Linked DNA regions of Dromaius novaehollandiae: region 1 is linked to region 2. A link is a contact called in public Hi-C data. All regions are on one chromosome and are shown on one strand. Each heading gives the region's core, a stretch centred on a gene start, on an enhancer-like site or on the middle of the called end of the contact. The rest is flanking DNA. Distances are from core to core; before and after follow the strand shown.

The links. A called contact is a pair of places that touch in the nucleus more often than the background predicts.
Region 1: a Hi-C map of liver shows a contact between it and region 2, with 10 times the contacts expected there. The contact joins two enhancer-like sites. A contact is called at or near these places in 2 of 4 Hi-C or Micro-C datasets (brain and liver).

What each region holds. Positions count from the first base shown.
Region 1 is chr12:11,470,197-11,475,261 of bDroNov1.hap1, reverse strand. All of the region lies in intron 8 of ERC2 (ELKS/RAB6-interacting/CAST family member 2), which reads left to right. Among named protein-coding and RNA genes, the nearest start is that of ERC2, 220 kb to the left of the region's middle. Within about 2 kb of position 2,816, at least 2 of the 2 cell types and tissues checked have open chromatin away from gene starts, as enhancers often do.
Region 2 is chr12:11,201,249-11,205,897 of bDroNov1.hap1, reverse strand. ERC2 (ELKS/RAB6-interacting/CAST family member 2) reads left to right here. Exons shown (of 18, transcript XM_064518915.1): 18 at 2,244-4,649. The coding sequence ends at 2,324. Among named protein-coding and RNA genes, the nearest start is that of WNT5A, 76 kb to the right of the region's middle. Within about 2 kb of position 2,982, at least 2 of the 2 cell types and tissues checked have open chromatin away from gene starts, as enhancers often do.

The DNA of each region.
Region 1 (5,065 bases), core at 1,567-4,066, 270 kb before region 2:
TCACTCTCTTGAGAAACAGTTGAACATGTTATTGGAGCTGCTAATGAAATTGAAGAGAGTTCCAGCATGTATTGATAAGATTTGGAAGCTTTTTTCCAATTACCTTAGTAAAGCCAAGGATTAGTGAAAAATCTTATACTTTAATAAATACATTTAGTTGCAAAATGAAAAAAATAATTTTAAAACACCTTAAAGATTTTATATTATATAGTATAATTTCTGTATCACATTTATTTTTAGAATCTAAATGTCTTAATATTTTTATTTGAAAAAAATATGCTTAGTGCTTGTCTGTCTACCTACTTACAAGGAAAAAAAGAACAAGTGAAAGGTAGTGATACTGAGCGATGAAGCACTTTCTGGGCTCCTCTCTTGCAAAACTAAAAACGGTTTTGAAATGCCAAACTGTTGAAGCAGAAGCTGCTGAACTCCCTTTGTTGATTGAAATTCCGCTTAAATTAAAAAAAATATTTAGGTCATATCATGAATGTCAGTGAAAAGCTATGGCTTTTTTTCCCCCCCTTATATGATGAAGCTTCAGATAGTTGCTGTAAAATACATAATGGAATTTTTGAAATACTTTGACCGACTTGATATTTGATAACTGTAGATCATTCTGTGAAAAATTTCTGGCTAAAAATCAATAGTGCTTTTTGAAAACTCTCCCTGTGTTTATTCATTTTTCAGGTAGTAATATTTTTTTAGTCATGGTAGGGAGAATTTATGTCAATTTTTTTCATTCTATCTGGTCAGTCTGACTAAGAATAGTATTTCATTACAAATTATGCATGTACGCACACACACATGAACACAAATAGAAATGTTGGACATCTGCAGATACGACTATTGTACTGAGTCGCTACCAAAGCTGATTCTTGTGTGGGATCAGATTCTGAGATATGCTGAGATGAGTCTGAAATGGCCCATTTGCAGCATGAGACAGAACATTTACCATGAGTCATTCTAACCAATAAAAAATAAACTGTGTGTAAATAGCCATGTAGAGTATTTGTGTTTGAGCTACTGTTAGCTATTTTTTCTGCTTAGCTTAGTACTTAAATTTTTGTCTTTTTTTACTAAAGTTTTTTTTTTTTTACTAAATAATGAAAATGATATATACAAGAATTCTGTTTTCCTCCCCTGTATTTCAATTTCAAATTTAAATGAAACTAATCTTATTCATGTACTTCACGGGAACAGACATGATTTTTGTTGTAAAATGAAACAAATCTCAGAGAATTGTGTCTAGAGAAACTTCAAATCAAGCAAATTAAGTTTTAGAATTCTAAAAGCCAGTGTTACAAGATATTTGTTGTTTGAGTTATTTAAAATTCATAAGTACAAAGTAGAGTGGAAAATATATGGAACCAACTTTAGGTATGTGAGACTAAGGTTCCACAAAGTAGGCTTAGGAATTCTCTGATAAATTCTCTCTTAGACTTACACTCGCTTATACTTTAATACATATCTCTAAAGGCAACACTTGGAACACTTCCTTTTATATTTATACAATTTTCTTGCAAATTCCAGGGTACAGTAACCCAGCCTTAATTTAGATAATGAAAGTAATTTTCTTTTGAGAACTTGAGTTACTATAGAATTATAAAACCTGTCTGCTGGTGAGATTTAATTTAATCCCGTGAGTATTAAAGAAACATTCCTAAGACAGTCTCCAAAAAGTGACAAGATTAGCACTTTCAGTTTATTGAGAGGATGCCCCATAGGAAAGACATTTATCTGTCAGGGTAAAAGGTTTTTCTAAATAGGAATAAAGCCTGTGGTAAGCTGTGAGAATATGCATTTTCTGAAATATAGAAAGGATGAAGCAATTTCTTTTCAAACTACTAATAGCACAGTGGCATAGAGGTATAGATAGGTAAGAATTACATGTTGACAAAACTAGATAGTAACTCACTTCCTATCAGATAAAAATATAAATGCTTGCAGGTTAAGAAAAGGTCTTAAAAGTCCCTGTTATAAATTGAATTCAGGTGTGCTCAAAAGTCGTTGTTCAGCAGTAAAATCATGTTTGTACTGTATATGTCTGCACCCAAATATATGTTAGAAAAAGAACAAGAAACCCTGTGGTAAACTTTATCAGTCTGGGTTTTAAAAACTGAGGAAGAACTAAATCATACCTTGGGTTCCAAGATTTTAGCATCTGAGACTGCTCAATCTCTTTGCCTCCTGTACCCTTTTTGAGAGAGCTCGTTGCGATTAACTAGTCAAAAAATCTTGTTTGCATTAGCAGGTCTTTGTTAATCCCATGCCCATCCCAACAAATGCACACTGACTCTCTGCAGTACTGATTCCCAGTGTGGTCCTGTTCCCTTCAATGTATTTTCTGCAGGTTTATATAGCACAAACAGAAGAATAATCAGATCCTTTCCTCTTGTTTTATCTATGGACTTTGCATTGAATGACTGATTTTAAAGCAGTTGTGATTCCATGGGGATGTTTTTAATTTGCTGCCTGTTCTCTTTACCTCTGAGGGAAGAATTTTGTAAATGCTGAATAATTTTAGAACATGTTTTCTTGGTTAAGGGTTGGATCATATTTTAAATTAGTTTTAAGAGGAAGGAAATCGTGTAAATGCCGTGGAATTCAGATAAGCGCTGTGCATAGGAAATAGGTACTATAATTTAGGGTGCCTAGAATGGGTAGGCCAAGCTGATGATAATAAAGGACCAGATCTTAACTTTGTTTCAAAAAACATGTAATCAATATTCACTACCCTGTTTTATTTCCTCTTTTCTTGAGAATACAGCTTGATGAAGCTGAAATGTGCAATTGCTCAAGTATTCCACAGGGTGTCATGAGGTAGTTGTTAGAATCATTAATGCTTGGATGAAAGTAAAGAAAGAAACATAGTGTGCAGTCCTCTGAACAGCAGTTAATGTAATTTTAGATGTGACTAACACCCATGCCATAAAATAAAAAGTTCTTAACTCATTAACACATGTATCCTATTTCTGTATCTATATAAAATATACACATGAAGAAAAATATTATTAGAGATCATTTACAAGAGTGAACTATTCTATGTAAAGTCTTCCCAGCAGCCTTTCTATATATATCTTAATATTTCATGTCTTACAGGACAAGTGGAGTCTTTTTCCCATATCAATAATTTGATACACCAAACCATAAAGACACAAAATTTGCATTTTCCACAGCAATATGAAGACTTTTAAATCCTTCAATTTATGCCTCAAATGCTCCTTTCAATTTGCTTTCAAAAATTTTTACTTAATTTTTTATTTTTATTTCTTTTTATTTTAAATTTATTTAAAAGAACTTTATGCATGCACACAGCTGCATTGTGTATTTTGATTTGTTGATTATAGATCTCTATGATGTCAATATAAGTATCTTTGATTAACTTCAGACTTTTTTTTCTAAGAATGTGTGATGTGGGAGGAGAGGAGGAGAATTATACCAAAGTATGCTGCAAATTAAGTGTTTTTGATTATAGTGGTACATTTTTGCACATGGGGACCAAATTGTTATTGCTATAACTGTTGAGTTCAGTAGAGTTGCACATGTATAGAATTCAGCTTTGGAATGGTAACAGAAACTTTTAAATCTAGTTTAATAGTAATTGTAAAGGATCCCGCTTCTGTTAAAATCTGATTTTTTTAAAAGTGAAAATGGCCCTGGCATGTGAAAATTGCATTATTATATGAGGTGAGTAGCAAAACTTCATTGATCTCAGTAAGAACGAGAACGGATCCAAAGTGTAAAATCACTGGAAACAGCCCCCAAATTAAGAGTTTGAATCTGTGCTGAGAATAATAATTTGTCTAATTTTAAAAGCATATTTAAATCCTGTCCTGAATGAATGATGCCCTAAATTGAGGTTTTTACCCAAAGGCCTTTAAGCAGGAGAAGTGATAGAAGAAAGTGGTGTAGTTTTTTATGTGAAGCCTGAAATATCTATCACTGAAGAATTAAAATACTTTCCATGTGAATAGTGCAGTGCTGATTCAATTAATAAATGCTACCAGAAAGGTATTTTGAAGGCAATACTTCAGTACAGTTTCCAGGGTAGCATTATATTACAGAATATGAGACGAGCTCGTGAGTCTGTTTGTTAGACCCTAGTGATTAACACGTTCATCGCTCTTGAAGTTGATTTGCAGTATTTGTGAAGAGAATTTTCTTGACTATTCCTTCACTGCGTGAAGGTGTGCAGTTTTGATTTTATTTACTCCTACTCTCTTTCAGTCCTGAATGTCCAGTGAAAGACTAAAACAGCTGCTTCCTTTTAAAATACAGTTCTCCTTAATACATTACTGCTTCTAATCAGTCCTTATGTAGGCATCTCAGAGTACATTTTATATAATGTCCCACTAGATCTTTCTGTTACAAAGCCTACTGTAAGTTGACCATATCCTACTGTTCTCAGTTTTACCACTTTTTTTCCTCCTTCATAATAACTGTATGTTAGAAATTATGGATTTTATATAACCTTTGGCATCTGCAGGACAGAGGAAGTCTGCATTTATTAAAGAGGCTTTTTTTTTATTCTTTAAGATTAATTGGTTGGGACTACTGTAAGAATACTATAAACTGCTTATAACATTGAAGATAGTTAATTATTTACAGTTACGCAGCTCTCCTCTAGAGGTTTTAAACCTCTAGTTTTAAACACTTTCAAGAAACACAAAACAATCAACAAATGCTGAACTTTACACATGCACAAGCTGTAAGACAGTGACAGGAAACCTATGGTTGTTTCTTGGCTAGTACCTATAGTATACCTGTAGTATATTGTCAAAGAATAAGAATTTTATACAAATACCTAAAATGTATCTGGTACAGTTTTTGGAGGTGTTTGTGTGAAGGAAACTGCATCTAAAATAGATGGTGTCGCCTGGGGAGGGTGCTCCCAACAGACTTCCTTAGTGGGGCCTCCTTTACGTACCTGGAAATCTGGTGATACAGTCTGTGTCTTATGACCGTAGAAACAGCTGTTGAGCAAATAACACTACTGTGTGGATAATAGTCCACCATCTAAACAGCACACTGCTTGATCTAAGAGTGAAAAGGCATGAATATCCTT
Region 2 (4,649 bases), core at 1,733-4,232:
ATGCAGTATATATAGCTTACCTATGTGTATGAAGAGATTAAAGACATTAACCAGGTGAAACATATTTGAATAATTTCATGAAGTGTCTCTCACTTTTACCAGGTTTCCAGCACTGGAAAATTTAGAACGATTTTAAAGCACGTACCATGTTTTTCTTCACTGTGGTTTTCTGCAGCCCATGGCTCCCTTGGCATGCTGAATCATGACTAGCAGGAGCCGCTGGAGCCCGGCCCTGGTGGGAAACACCATCTCTTGACATGCCCGCTCGTGAATGGGGGTAGGGGTGCAAGCAGACATGGGAAAAGACAACAGCTACATCAGTTCAGTAATATATAAATTACTAGTGAGTTTTGCAGATAGCAGTGGAACAGAGAAGATAATGAAGAAAAAGAGGAAGGGAAAAGGCTTGAGAAAGTGAAGGTGAAACAGGGAGAGATAGAGAGAAATATGTGAAGAAACCATAATGAAGAAAGAAGTGGGATGAAAAAGTAATATATGGACTCCCATCTTGCTTGCATTTGGCCAGTAACGTGCATATGATTTGTTCACAAATGTTTTAACGTTTCTAGTGATAGAGACACATACGAAGGAAAGAAGCTTTATCAAGGGATTTACTTTATGTAATACAAAATGAAGAGATTTGTAAGTGACTCATCTATGCAATATTAACTTGAAGAGGTTTGTGGTTCTGCTGCTCCTTTTCTGTTCGTACTTTAAAATTAATTGAAAGACTCATTGTTTTACTTAAACTGTGAAAGCTTCCAAGGTCAATGAGTGAGGTAATTGACCTGCCTGTTGTAGGATAAAAATATGTATGTTAAATTGCATAATTAGTTTTAATTACTTAATTACAGTGTTTAATGTGGGGGGGGTCAAAGGTTACTATTACATTTAGAAGTCATGGCAAGAAACACAAAAATAAGCAACATAGTTTAATTCTGTATTTCTTTAGGTCTTTATAAAAGGGGTCTACTGTGATCTATCCTTGACCTTCGATATTTGATGATTGTAGCAAATAATATATTGCTGTTATACTTTTTAGAATCATAGAGACACCTTTGTAAATGACTAAGTGACTTTACCAAAGACTTCATTTAGGTTTAGAGTACACGAAAGTTAATCAGCAGTGGGAACTCGACTGACAGCAATTTAATCTGATTGGGTAAGGTAATTACATGATTACCAGGAGTGTTTATATATGCACAAGGATATTTTTATTGGAAAAAAACCTAATTGCTTTCTTACTGAGAAGAGAAAAAAACAAACAAATTTGTTGTCACAGGTTAAGAGGACATCCTTCATTCCTTGAAATAGTTTCTTTTCATATTTTAGAGACAAAATGAACTCATAATTCTTTGCAAATTTGCACTAGGATTATGTTATGTATTCCTCTGTTTCTAAGCCAGAAATAATGCTATCATTGAACTTGTTTTGTTTAAGAAGCTCATTACTTGCACATTAGTTGTGTGATACCCTATAGATGTCAAGATGCTTGTAATTCATGATCTGTTTAACTATGTGTAAGTGCTGTTGCTTAAGTACAGGTTGATTTCCCCAAACTTAAACCTAAGGATCCATTATACTAATGGATATTTGTGGGGAGAAGGACATTATTTGTTTTTCCATGGTGGTAAAAAAAAAAAAAAAAATCTATTTACAAGATAGGTAGACAAAAGGTCGTGTTCATAAATGCTGAAAAAAAAAGTCTCGTGTTAGGTGCTCTGAATGGTCCCTTAGAAAACGCTATTTCAATCTATTGACAATAGAGGGAGTGTTGGGAGATGAATCTTCATAAACAAACATTAACCTTTATGAATACCTCCTTGAAGTGCACTAGAAGGTAGAATCCCCTTTGGCTTAATAAACAATGGCTTGCTCCAAAGCCTATTGAAGTATTGGAGCAGCCCTAGTCTTGGCATTTTGTACGGTCGTGTTGCAGAGACGTAAAGAAGAAATTAAAACTTATCAGAATAACTTCATATCTCTTTGGTAACTTGGATACATTCTGCCTGTGGAAATAGGAGGAACTCCTCCAAAGGCTGACTCCTGAGAAATTAGAATGCTAATGAAAGAAAATGTTAAATAAGAAATAAATGAATTTTTAAAAAGAACTACAGAATTATGCAAAGAAGTTCTGTCATGCATTCCTTGTTACTAAAATCATTTGTTCTCCCCTCTGCTAATTTTTCCCTAATTAATTTTGTAATAAAATATTACAATTTTGAATTGTTTTTCCGAACCAGATGATCCGGTCACTGTTGGAGGCACATAGCCACGGCAAAATCTCATGCTGTACATTGATCACCTGTCCAACCTTTGCCTAGAGTGTGATCCCCAGTTCCTTCAAGAGATCCATCTTTACCTGCCTATAAAGAAGAGGAAGAGGAGGAGGGAGACATCTGGGATATTCAAGTATCAAAGTTTAACACCAGAGCAGGTTGAATCTCCATTTATATTATTCTCTATATGTGTTGCTAGTATTGACTTGGATAATTGGTTGAAGCTTTTTCAGTAATTACATAGTGTGCTCTGAAGTTTTTACCAACGTTAAAACATTTTTGTTTAGGCGCCTCACTTACCAAAATTACGCGTGTTTTTCATAGTTCCACAGTGTGAAATTGAATCCAAAGTCATTCTGCTATTAAAGAAGTTAGCTAATAATGAGCATGCATGGCAGCTTGTACGCTTACCACAAAGACCAGAGGGGCTTGTGTAAAGCTGTTCAGTGTACTGTAGGTTTTTACCGTTCTGTGTTTAGCCCATGCAGCTGAATGGCGGTCCTCGGCAAGTACGCTTCTTTTCAGTCACTTGCTTCAGGGGTCTTACACGTCCTTCTTCCTCATTCTTCCTCCCGCCTTTGCAAGAGGACTTTGATATCCGCAGAGCAGACAGGGTTTCGCTTGCTGTCCTAAGGACTGCCCCTTCAGGAGTCTAGCACAGCCCACACACGCTCCTGGAAAATGTCCAACTTGTTCTTGGAGCAGAATGTGAACCGGTGACCTTCTGGGCCTCCGGCAAGAGTGCTGCCTACTGAGCCACCAATACCCAGGCCATCAATAAGTTTTAAATGCCAGTTGCAGACTTCACAGAGATAATGACTTCAGTGTGTAAAGGTTTTGTTGTGGAGGCTGCAGTCTCACATATGGCGTGACAGAGTAAATATGCTAAAACCATAGAGAGCTGTTACATAACTTGCCTTGATATAACAGTTTTTGTAATATGTTTCAAGGCATGGAATATTATTTAAAGGGACACTGTTATGTAGGCTTAGGCCCAAAATGAAGCTATTATAAAAAGAATGTTTAGCAAAAACAGAAATACGGCCATGAAATTGTTGGAGTGGGAATTTCAGGGTAAACTTGCTTGGATTTAAACAGTCGCCTGCATGACATTGCACTGTTGTGCTAGGGAATGAGAACCAGAAAATGAAAATACTATAAAGTGAGAATCAGAAAGTGAAACTGACCTGAATTAAGATACGAGAAGTCTATTAGTATTATTAAACTTTTTAAAAATGAAAGACTGCTACATTCTGAGAAAGATGAGAAGAAAAAAAATCAGTTCTACCTTTGTAATTCAAAGCAGCGTTACTGACACAGGTAAATAAATGCATTGTGTTTTAATATTATGTTTTACCTGTTTTCAAGTAAGTTCTAAAATAATTTTAATATGAAATAAGCTTTAAAATTTTTGGCACATTTCAATTTTATTGATATTCTATATTTTCAATTTAGCGTTGAAATCATACAACAAGCATATCAATGTTTGGGTAATTCAGATTGTTAAATATGGCTGTTGTTACCCCAAATATTATTTATAGACATGGATCAAGAAGGAAAACTTACAGACAGATTCAAGACAGGACTTATATTCTGAAAAGGCCGTTAGATAAATTGCATAAACCTTCTTTGGAGCAAAGGCCAGGAACCCAGGACTCCGTTTCCCAGCCGAGTGCCCAAATCACTAGGCTACAGACTCTTGCTCCCTCTTGTGTTCTTTCTCTGGCCCAGTGAATCTTGAATTATTTTCTGTTCAATGATACAGTTCCAACAGGAGGGCTTTAATATATCCTTATCCTCATGCCAGCATTTCACGCAGCCTCTGGCCTAGTGAACATTCTCCTAAAAGATATTGCTTTGAATCTCAGACTGAAGAAAGAGTCAGACCTGGGTAATTTGCTTGTAGGATGCGTGGTCCTACTACTAGGCTAGGAAAGACTGCTATTAATGTACTATCTTATGGAGAAATAGCACCTGAAAAATGTTGTAGGGAACCCAGCCTGGTGGGTGTCTGTTAGGCTTGTTTTGATAGCTCCTGTCGCTGGCAAATCTTGCCGTAGAAAACTGCATTGTCTTTCGAGAATAGACATCTCCAGGCTGAGACAGGGGCCTGGAGGACCACCATTTTGGATGGAGGTGCCTAAATTCTGCTCATAGCATTTTTAAGTCCCATCTTTTTAGGACTATGATTAGTTTAATATCTCCTTTGAATGTGGAACTGAGGGATTTAACGAATCTGTTTTTCAAATGCAAGTTAACTTTAAAAGAATGTGTTATCATTAAACCAGATGATAGGAAGAATTTGTGGTTCAAAAATGCATTGACAGGTGTGAACCACAGGCAAACACAATGCATTTTCAAACTCTAAAA